Regions from separate parts of the Sus scrofa genome. Here all the other regions are linked to region 2. The links are chromatin contacts, called in public Hi-C and HiChIP or PLAC-seq maps. All regions are on one chromosome and are shown on one strand. The core of a region is the stretch at or near the end of the contact, and the rest is flanking DNA. Distances in the headings are between cores, read along the strand shown. Region 1 holds the start of CIPC (CLOCK-interacting pacemaker). Region 2 holds the start of IRF2BPL (interferon regulatory factor 2-binding protein-like). Region 3 has its middle 59 kb from the start of IRF2BPL.

Evidence for each region. Hi-C and Micro-C count contacts between places; a contact is called where the count stands out from the background. HiChIP or PLAC-seq counts read pairs in DNA pulled down with a chosen protein or histone mark.
Region 1: a contact with region 2 is called in a Hi-C map of liver, with 4 times the contacts expected there. The contact joins the promoter of CIPC here to the promoter of IRF2BPL in region 2. A contact is called at or near these places in 2 of 5 promoter capture datasets (liver and skeletal muscle), 10 of 47 Hi-C or Micro-C datasets (adipocytes, embryonic fibroblasts, fibroblasts and 5 more) and 2 of 2 datasets of contacts at active chromatin or transcription factors (alveolar macrophages and skeletal muscle).
Region 3: a contact with region 2 is called in an H3K27ac HiChIP or PLAC-seq map of skeletal muscle. The contact joins the enhancer-like site here to the promoter of IRF2BPL in region 2. A contact is called at or near these places in 2 of 5 promoter capture datasets (fetal skeletal muscle and liver), 17 of 47 Hi-C or Micro-C datasets (alveolar macrophages, embryonic fibroblasts, epiblast stem cells and 8 more) and 2 of 2 datasets of contacts at active chromatin or transcription factors (alveolar macrophages and skeletal muscle).

What each region holds. Positions count from the first base shown.
Region 1 is chr7:100,178,591-100,181,781 of Sscrofa11.1, reverse strand. CIPC (CLOCK-interacting pacemaker) reads right to left here and starts at 1,393. Exons shown (of 4, transcript XM_013978333.2): 1 at 692-1,393.
Region 2 is chr7:100,122,091-100,125,189 of Sscrofa11.1, reverse strand. It overlaps IRF2BPL (interferon regulatory factor 2-binding protein-like), which reads left to right and starts at 1,370. Exons shown (of 2, transcript XM_001928316.6): 1 at 1,370-3,099. The coding sequence starts at 2,701.
Region 3 is chr7:100,063,013-100,066,143 of Sscrofa11.1, reverse strand. No RefSeq gene overlaps it. Among named protein-coding and RNA genes, the nearest start is that of IRF2BPL, 59 kb to the left of the region's middle. Within about 2 kb of position 1,588, at least 63 of the 83 cell types and tissues checked have an H3K27ac peak or open chromatin away from gene starts, as enhancers often do. A contact at or near this core is called in alveolar macrophages, epiblast stem cells, fetal skeletal muscle and 5 more, where this site is marked.

The DNA.
Region 1 (3,191 bases), core at 144-2,643, 57 kb before region 2:
CAATAATAGAGAGCCTGGCTGCGGCCTGGGCCCTGGGCCTGGATCAGAGCTCTCCCCAGCCCACCCACACTAACCACTAACTCCTTACTTGGCTCTGCCCACCTTCTCTCCACTTCCCCACCTCCTGGCACCACGCCTGGAAAGGTGGTCACCCTGAAGAAATAACCAGCAAAGTGGGTGACAGCAGGTCTCTGGGAAAGACAGCACACCTGTGCCCCGGGCTCAGAACGGAGCACTATCTCCCATCACCAAATTGGACGCCCAAGACCCTCAGAGGGTTGCCAGCCTTGGCGTCCACTCACCTGCCCGTTCCCTGCCCCTCTGCTCACAGCTCGGCTGGCCTCCAGACTGTCCCCCAACGCCCGGAAGCCCAGCAGGCTGCTGCCCCCAGGGCCAGACCTGAACCCACCGGCCCAAACGGTCTCATCCCATTTCCGCCCCACCCCCACAACCCCCTCCTCACCCGCGATTTCCTCTCCTACGCAGGCTCGACCCTCGCAGCAAAACCAACCAACTGAATGAGGGAGGGACGCACCACCCCCAGGTCCCACCGTTTGGCCCTCGGTCCCCCGAAAGTGCCCACTCTCCCTCTTGCTTACCTCGCCTCCCTTCTCTCCCCTCCTCCCACCTCCTTTCCCCGTGTTCCTCGCTCAAATCCTTTCCCTTTCCCCTCAAGCCTCCCCTTTCTCACCTAGGACCGGGGTCGCCGCTCCACGACCAGACAACTCAGGACTAAGGTGGCGCATGCGCAAGCCCGGCCCAGCAACTCCATGACAACCCCGTCGTCGTGGGATCTCAAGCTATCCCCGGGCCTCCTGCCCATTTCTCCTCCCCCAGCCTCCGCCGCGGGTTTCGCCGGCCACGTGACCCAGCTCGGAGGACCCGGCACCACCGAGACGGCTCATTGGTCTAGAAAGGCACTCGGAGGCGCACGGTGTTCCCGCCCCCTCGGCAAGAGGGCGCCGACACGCCTCTCCGGGAGGGGCAAACGCCCTTACGAGCCGGCGCTCTGTCTTTGGAAGGCGGGAGTCTCTATGGTTGGTTCCGCAGGCCTGGCCGCCATTTTGTACAGGGACCTAGAGCCCTGAGCGGCGGCGGGCGGGGGCGGTTCCGAGGCGGGGCCTGGGGAAGCCGGGCTGCGCCGGCTTCTAGCTGACAAGGCAGGCGGCGTGATTTTCCTGGGGGTGGGGGTGGGGGTTGCCTGGGGGAAATGACTCTTTCGGCTTGTAAGCCAGGACGCCTTTAGGGTTCGGGAGCGTAGCAGGCCATGCTGACTTGCACGCGAGCAAGAGCGGAAGCGGCCGGCGTGGGAGGGCAGGCGGGTAGCCTGGCCTTGTCTCCGCCCGAAGGAGGCTGGCCCGGACCGCCCAGCTCACAGCTCACGTGGTTGCCACGCCTGGCACGGCGGCTGGTTTGCGTTCCCTGCCAGCCCTCCCGGTGCTTCACGAGGCAGCGATGCAATCAGTATTTTTGTCTGCTGATTTCATGTCATTTGATGTATGACTCACTTTGTCCTGTGCAGCAAACCTTAGTGCTGGGTTTCACATGGATTCTCTTTCTCACGCCACTTCTTGAAGTATTACAAGGAGCACATGTGTATTAGCTGAAGAAAAGGTTAAGATCAGTTGAAGTTCTGATGTGCTGAATCAGTGAAGGTTACTTCTTAGACTAGGAAAAACTTCGCAGTTGAAAAAGAGGACATGGGTGAATTTAACAGTGTTAATTAGCCCAGGCAAATTCCAGAGGTACCCTGTCCAGTAGGATAGCCACTAATCATTAGGGGACAATTGAAACTAATTTTTAAACATGCAAAAATTGGGTTTCACATTCAAACTGTCCACTTTTCAAGTCCTCAGTAACCACATGTAGCTAATGGCTACTTTGGGGACAGTGCAGATTTTGTACAGCACATTGCCAGCATCACAGAAAGTTATATTGGAGGGCGCTGATCTAGATGATGAGGCAGGGGGAATCACCCTATGTTGGTAATCCAAGCCTTGCCAAGTTGCGAGCGCTAGGTCATGGGTAATCATGTTAGTCCTCCAGATACAGAGAGTGCTAACACATTACTGGGCATGAATGTATTTATTAGGATAAGGGCCACCAACGAATAGCCTACAGCATGTAAGGCTTTTGTTTGGGGCATGGAGGGAGTGAAAACCATAGTTAAAAATTAGCAAGTCATTAAGAGCCAAGCAGTTTTCACGAATTCTCTTGTGATGCCTGTACAAATTAATGAAGTTGCTGTTAACGTTTCCATTTTATAGAGGAGGGCACTGAAGTTTATGCCGATGATGACGAAACTACTAAGCCCTGGTCCTAAACCATTAAGCCATATTGCCTCATCTTGAGGCAGACTAAAACAGTTTTTGCCTTCAGTTACCTTAGAATCTGGTATGGGGAATAAAGACGTTCTGATAAACAGTATGAGCGAGAATGTGATAAATGCCAGGGGGATCTGAACAAAATCTAGTTAATAAAATCAAGGGAGTAAAGAATAACCTGCTTGTTTTGTTTGTTGTTGGCAGTGGAGAGACCAGAAGGTAAAGCTTTAAGGACAGGTAGAGGTTCCCACAGTGGCTCCAAGGTAACAACCCAACTACTGTCCATGAGGATGCAGGTTGGATCCCTGGCCTCACTCGGTGGGTTAAGTATCTGTGGTGTAGGTCACAGACGTAGTTGGCTTTGCTGTGACTGTGTAGGTCACAGACGTAGTTGGCGTTGCTGTGACTGTGGCAAGAGGCTACAGCTCTGATTCGACCCCTAGCTTGGGAACTTCTGCATGCTGCAGGTGTGGCCCTTAAAAAAATAAAAAAAGGACAGGTAAAAGGGTATACAGTAAGGAAGGAGATGAAAGCAGAATGCATACCAGCCCAAAGAGAACAGATGAAATAAGCAAAGGTGTGAGGATTATTTTAGCCCTCCAAAAATGAAAATAAGTCAGACTTCCCTGATTTTACCTATCTTCTGACCAGATGGCCATATTATATCAATAATTTAAATTTCTGAAGACAAATTTAGTAGTAGAACCAAATGAATCAGACTAATTTACTGAGAGGCCTAGTTTTTATCAAGCTACTGTATGGTTCTATATAGGTAGATACATAGAATAAGCAATTCATGAAAATGAATAATGAATATTTTTATGTAGCCAAAGCAATGTAAACATTTTTCTTTCTTTGCTGATTCAC
Region 2 (3,099 bases), core at 121-2,620:
TCTGTCATAGTACCAATATTAATATCAATACTAATAATAACCAACCCTTTCTGATGACTTCCTGTGAACCTGACTCTGTGCTACAGTCTGGGCAGTGGCAGATCCACCACTTCTGTATGTGGAAGAATTCAGTGGCACAATCTATTTGGAAGGGGAGGATGGGGGGGGTTAATTATGAAGATGTATTTGCACAGAACTTTACATGAGATTGTATGCAACAAATGGGGGGGGGGCATGATGGACATTTTGAGCACTCCCAAACCATCTCTGAGAACCTAAGCTTGTCAAAGCCACCTTTCAAAGCAGATTTTTCTGGATTCGGATCCCAGTTCTGTCTCTAATGGCTGTGTGACCTTGGGCAACTTATTTAACCTCTCTACTTTCGGAACTTGTAAAACAGAGTTAATAATAGAATCTACCTTGCAGATAATACTGAGAATGTAATGATGATGCAACTAAACCACCTAACAGTATCTGGCTTCCAACAAGTCTCAGTGAGTTGCCTCCCATCAGGACAAGAAACAAAATGAAATCTTAAAACAGTTCTAATAAGCTGGGAGCTCTGATCCCATTTTACAGATGGAAAACAGATGTTATTATCTTAGGGTAAGTAACTAACTCAAGGTCACAAAGCCAGTAAGTGATAGAGAGGAAATTCCAACCTAGTGTGCCAGGCTCCGGAACCTGAAATTCCATTATATTGTCTGCCCCCACTCCAGCCTTGTCCAGGATTGTCTCAATTTTCATGGTGGGGGGAAAGCAGACCCAATACTTAGAAAAATCAATTGAAATGCCCCAACTAGCCCTATGACCAACACATCTGGTCTGCAATCAACAATAATGATGAGAAGTGATGGGGGCCTTGCTCAGCCTTCTGGAGCACTATGGAATGAAATCACAGCACATGAGAAGGAACTTTGAAAACTGCGGCTGTTTTACAAAGAGATATCAATACTATTAAATGTTGAGCCCACCTTTTTTTTTTTTTTTTTAAATCAAACCCGGAAAAACCACTCACCTGTTTGGTCTCTCCAGCACCTCCCCCTCCCTGCCCCCAGCTGCAGCTGTGTGCAGCCAGTGGACTGTTTTCCTTAAAGGCCTCCGGGTGCTCATAGCTTCTTTAGACATTCAGCCAAAATTTTTAGAGTGCGGCTTGGGGGAGGGGTATCTCCCCCTGAATTCATTTAGCTCCGTTGTTGAAGCGCAGGTTCCTAGACCAGGGCACAAAAACAAAGCGAAAAGGCAATTTTTGGAAGACTGGAACACAGCTAATTTTACAGGTGCTTCGGCATCAGTGGTAGCAAAGATGTGACCTCCACAGGGGGGGCGGGGGGAAAGGTTTGATTGCCGATGAAATGGATAATACCTACGTGGAATTCAAGGCGAAAATCTTGAAACAGGACATTTAAATCCGCTGCCAGGGGTGGGGTGGGGAGCGGGATCGGAAACGACGCTTGTGGTTTTTAAATGCGTTTTTACTTGGGAAAGCCGGGCGGGGAAAGGAAAGGTCATCGTCTGTTTAATTTCCACCCCCAGCCCTGGACTTCCAGCCTTAGCTCGCGGGGCCTCAGCTGTTGTACACACACGGCGAGGGGGGAGGGGAGGGCGGAGGCGCGGAGGAGGGGCCGACTGGGAGGAATCTGGGCTCTCTGCCGCGCATGCGCCTTTCCCGAGCAACAAGTGGGCTCCACAGAGGAAGTGTAAAGGGGAGGGGGGGAGAACTGGTGCAGAGCATGGCGGTGACGTCAGCGCTCCGCCCGGGCGGCATCCCGCGCGGCCAAGCCCGGGACAGCGCGAGCCGCAGCGCGAGCGGGAGCGCCGAGACGCGCCTCCGGAACGTAGAGTAACAATCACAACCCCACATTCCGGGCGAGTGTGAGCGGGAAGGGATGCGACCCGGGCCGAGGCGCCGCGCGAGCGCCCTGCAGCCAACGTGAGCGCCGCCAGCCGCGGCGGCCCGGGCGCCCGCCAGGCCTGGGGGCGGCGGGAGCCTGCGTGCGTGCACTCCTCTACTCTGCTCGCGTGCATCCTGGAAGCAGTGGCCGCGGCGGCTCCCTCCGGCCGTGCAAACCCAGCCGCCGCCAGCGGAACGGCCGACGCTGCGGAGGGGAGAAGCTCCTCTCTCGGCTGCCAACCCCTCCCCCGGCCCTCCCGGGAAGCAGCGACTTCAGCAAGATTGGACCCGGGCACCGGGTGGCACTGAACCCTCTATAGCCTTCGCCCCAGGGAGCCTGGCGGGGAGAGGACGCAGGTCGTAGGGCGCCCCCCCTCCAAGAGGAGAGGAAGAGACAGCCCCTTTCGAGCTTCCACGCACCAGCCACTCCGGGGAGGGGGCCAAGAACCCACAGCGGCCAGCACCCGGCACCCTCGCCCCCTCCCCCCGGGCCCGGAGCTTCCAGTCCAGGTCCGCGACACCAGGAAGAAGGCGCCTGAGCTACCCTCCCGACGAGACAGCCGCAGTAGGAGGTGGGGGCGAGGAGCGGGCTGGACTCGTCCGCCGCCCAGGCGCTGGAGCCCCCGCGGAGAGGCGCTGCGCCGGCGGTGGAGACTCGCGCTCCCTCCAGCCCCTGGGGCAGAACTTTCTCGCCCCCCCTCCCTCCCCCGCAGCCAGACTCCCTCCCCAGCCGGCCAGCCCTCCGGGAGGAGAAGGCGCCGCGGAGACAGCCCGGGCGGGGGCCTACCTTCCCCAGGGCCGGCATCATGTCGGCGGCGCAGGTGTCCTCGTCCCGGAGACAATCTTGCTACCTGTGCGACCTGCCCCGCATGCCCTGGGCCATGATCTGGGACTTCTCGGAACCCGTATGCCGCGGTTGCGTCAACTACGAGGGCGCGGATCGCATCGAGTTTGTGATCGAGACCGCGCGCCAGCTGAAGCGGGCGCACGGCTGCTTCCAGGACGGCCGCTCCCCCGGGCCGCCGCCGCCCGTCGGGGTCAAGACGGTGGCCCTGTCGGCTAAGGAGGCGGCGGCGGCTGCGGCGGCGGCAGCGGCCGCTGCGCAGCAGCAACAACAGCAGCAGCAGCAACAGCAGCAGCAGCAACAACAGCTCAACCACGTCGATGGTTCCAGCAAGCCCGCGGTGCTGGCGGCCCCGTCAGGC
Region 3 (3,131 bases), core at 339-2,838, 59 kb after region 2:
GCCACCTACAAGAAGGTATGATAGAGAGAAGGAGCTCATGTTTGACCCTGTCATGGCAGGAAACAGACAACTGCAGGGTGGAACAGCATGATGGGGGCAGCTCCACAAGAGCACAATTTCTAAGTGGTGGACAAGGTAAGAACTGAAAAGCATCCCAGGGCTCAAGACAGGGTGGTGGTGGGGGCGCCAAGAGAGTGTATCGGAGGTGAGCTGTAGGAGGGGGTAATGGGATAGGAGCTGAGGCCGTTGGTAAAGGAAAGCCACTGCCAACCCATGGTCCAGCAGAGAACTGAGGGGGAATAAAGACCCCCACCCGCTTCTAACCTCTGGCTGCAGGGTCCATTGGCTAAATCCAAGCAGAAGCCAGAGAGCAAGAGAGCTCCCTGATGGTCCTTAGCGGTCAGGCTCCGGGGCACAGAGTGGGTGGGAAAGGGTGGACTTGTATATGGGCCAGACAACAGAGGACATTCAGCGCACGCGCAATCAGCATGCACTGAGCACTTGCTCAGGGTCAGAGTTTGTATGTTAGAGACAAAAATGTGACATGAATGTCGGCAGAGCAAGGGCTCTGCCCTGCAGGCCGCACAAACTTGCCTTGACTGGGTCTGGAAGAGCCCTCTTGTCCCCACCCACCCCCGCTTCCCTCTGCCCAAGGGTCTCCCATCTCTATCTGATTTGGGGGCAGCCAGCAGATGAATCACTCTGATTTGCAAAATTACACTGACAAATGGAAATGAGGAAGAGCTGTCAGAGGGAGGCTGAGGGCTGAGAGGAGGGGTGGAGAGGAGGTGGGGGGTTGGGGGTCCGGGTGACACAAACTGGCGGCAGAGCCACGAATCAGCCCTCAGGCAGGTGACCTTGAAGTTGTGGTTCAGGCTCCAGAGTTTGAAGTGTTTAAATCCCATTCCATCAGTCACTTACTGTGTGATCTGGGGCCCCTGTTCTGTTTCATCATCTAGAAAAACAAGGGGTGGGGGGGAAATAGGGCCTCGGAACTTGGGGGAGATTCAACAAGAATCTGTGCACAGGGCCTAGCCCAGTGTCTGGGCACAGAGCGAACACTATTATTATATTAGAGACAAGGGCCACCCCCCACCCCCCACTATTTCTTTTCTCGCTGGCGAGGGATCTCCACCCCGTCTCCAGCTCCATTTAGTTCTGAATGTTTTAGGTCATTCTATGCCTGGCGTTCCGCCAAGCCTCTGACAAAGACAGGAATTTCTGCTCATTCATCCTAATGCAAGTTCCTGCGTTTATGATAATAGGGGGGAAAATGCATGAAAGGGCTCGCTGCCTGTGGAGGGGAAATCTGCTTAGAATTGAAAATCGGAGTCCTTCGTTGGCCCAGCTCTCCCCCCTCCCCGCCCCCAGCGCTTTGGCAAAGGCTGCCGAAGGGAGGGTGACTGGGAGGAAGAGGAGGGGGAGGAAGGGGTGGGGGAGGAAGAGCGGGCCGCGGCGCGGACCGACCGCCGGGCGGGGGCAGGGGCGAGGCCCTGGCTCGCCGGGGTGAATGGGTTTCAGGGTGGCTGAGGAAGCCTGCCAAAAAGGCCCCGCGAAAAGGCCAGGCCCCGCGAGGCGCTGCGCGGTTTCCATGGCGACATCCGCTGCCGCCTGGGCCTGGCGGGCTGGCTCCTTCCGCGGGGCCGCGTCTGCCTCCACATGGTTACCCAGCTCGCTGAGGGGGAAAGATCTGACCGGTCGCCATGGCCCAGCGCGTCACCAGCCAGTGCCACCATGTTCTAGGCACCGTGCTGCGCTCCCTGGGGGAGACTGCGGGTCCAGCGAGGTGCCGCGCGAACCTCTGGAAGATCGAGCTTCAGCCCGTCCAGCGTGGAGGGAGGGGCTGCCGTGGCACTAGTCCAGCGGGGGACAGGGGACGGGGATGGGGACACGCCAGGCTCTGGGAGGCCCTTCGGTGAGGAACGGTGAGGCCAGATGTGCTAGTGAAAGACGGCTGCGCCTGCGGAGGGCCTCGAGGAGGGTGGAGGAGCGGGCGGAGGTGAGGGGGATGGTGAGGGTTAGATGGATGAGAGGTTAAGGGGGGGTGCCATGCAGCAATCTGGCAGAGGAACAATGGCCTGACCTAGGGCACCAGCAGGAGGTGGGGAGGAGCTCAGAGCTCTTTAAGAAGTCGAAGCGACTCTCTGGGGCTTGGGTGGAAAGGATGATGAAGGGCAGGAGTCTAGACAGCAGGTGGGTAGGGCTGTGCTCCCAGGACGGAAAATAGGGACAGGAACCTCCCAAAGAGGTTCTCTTCTGTCTTTCATGCCTTTTTTTGTTTGGCCACACCCACAGCATTCGTAAGTTCCCGGGGCCAAGGATTGAACCCATGCCACAGCAGTGACACTGAGCCATCGAGGAACTCCCTTCGTGCCATTCTTGTCTAGATTCTCCCCCACCTCCCAGAGCCCACCAAGGACTAGGGCACAGTGGGCTTGCTTACATTTGATGAAAAGGGAAGCGATAAGAAAGTACTGGGAGTTCCTGTTGTGGCGCAGTGGTTAAGGAATCCAACTAGAAACCATGAGGTTGCAGGTTCGATCCCTGGCCTCGCTCAGTGGGTTGAGGATCCGGCATTGCCGTGACTGTGGTGTAGGTCGTAGACACGGCTTGGATCTGGCATTGCTGTGGCTGTGGTGTAGGCTGGCAGCTTCAGCTCCGATTAGACCCCCCAGCCTGGGAACCTCCATATGCCTAAGGTGTGGCCTAGAAAAGGCAAAAAGACAAAAAAAAAAAATAGTACTGGAAACAAGAAGTGGGGGGCGGGGGTGTTCCACCCAAACATACACTGTCCTCAGATGCCCATGGCCCAAGAGAGCAGGTGCCCAGACAAAGTGGTACTGGTCCTCACACACAGACGTGCGTTTGTAACCTAGATGCGCCCTTGTTTTGTTTTGTTTTGACCATCTTAGTGTCCAAATCAGGTATGCAGGTTTATTGCAGTTCTGTTGGTTTGTACTCCCTACAGAGCTTCTTTTACGAGCCCTTGTTTGCTGAGCCATGGCTACTGGGGAGGGTGTTGATTTGCAGGCCCTCCTTTAAGTAAGCAGATGAGGTGAGTAGATATTGAATGCAGAGGACCTGGCCACACTGGCCACATGCTCCATAGAAGGCATCTCTGGCACTTTCCT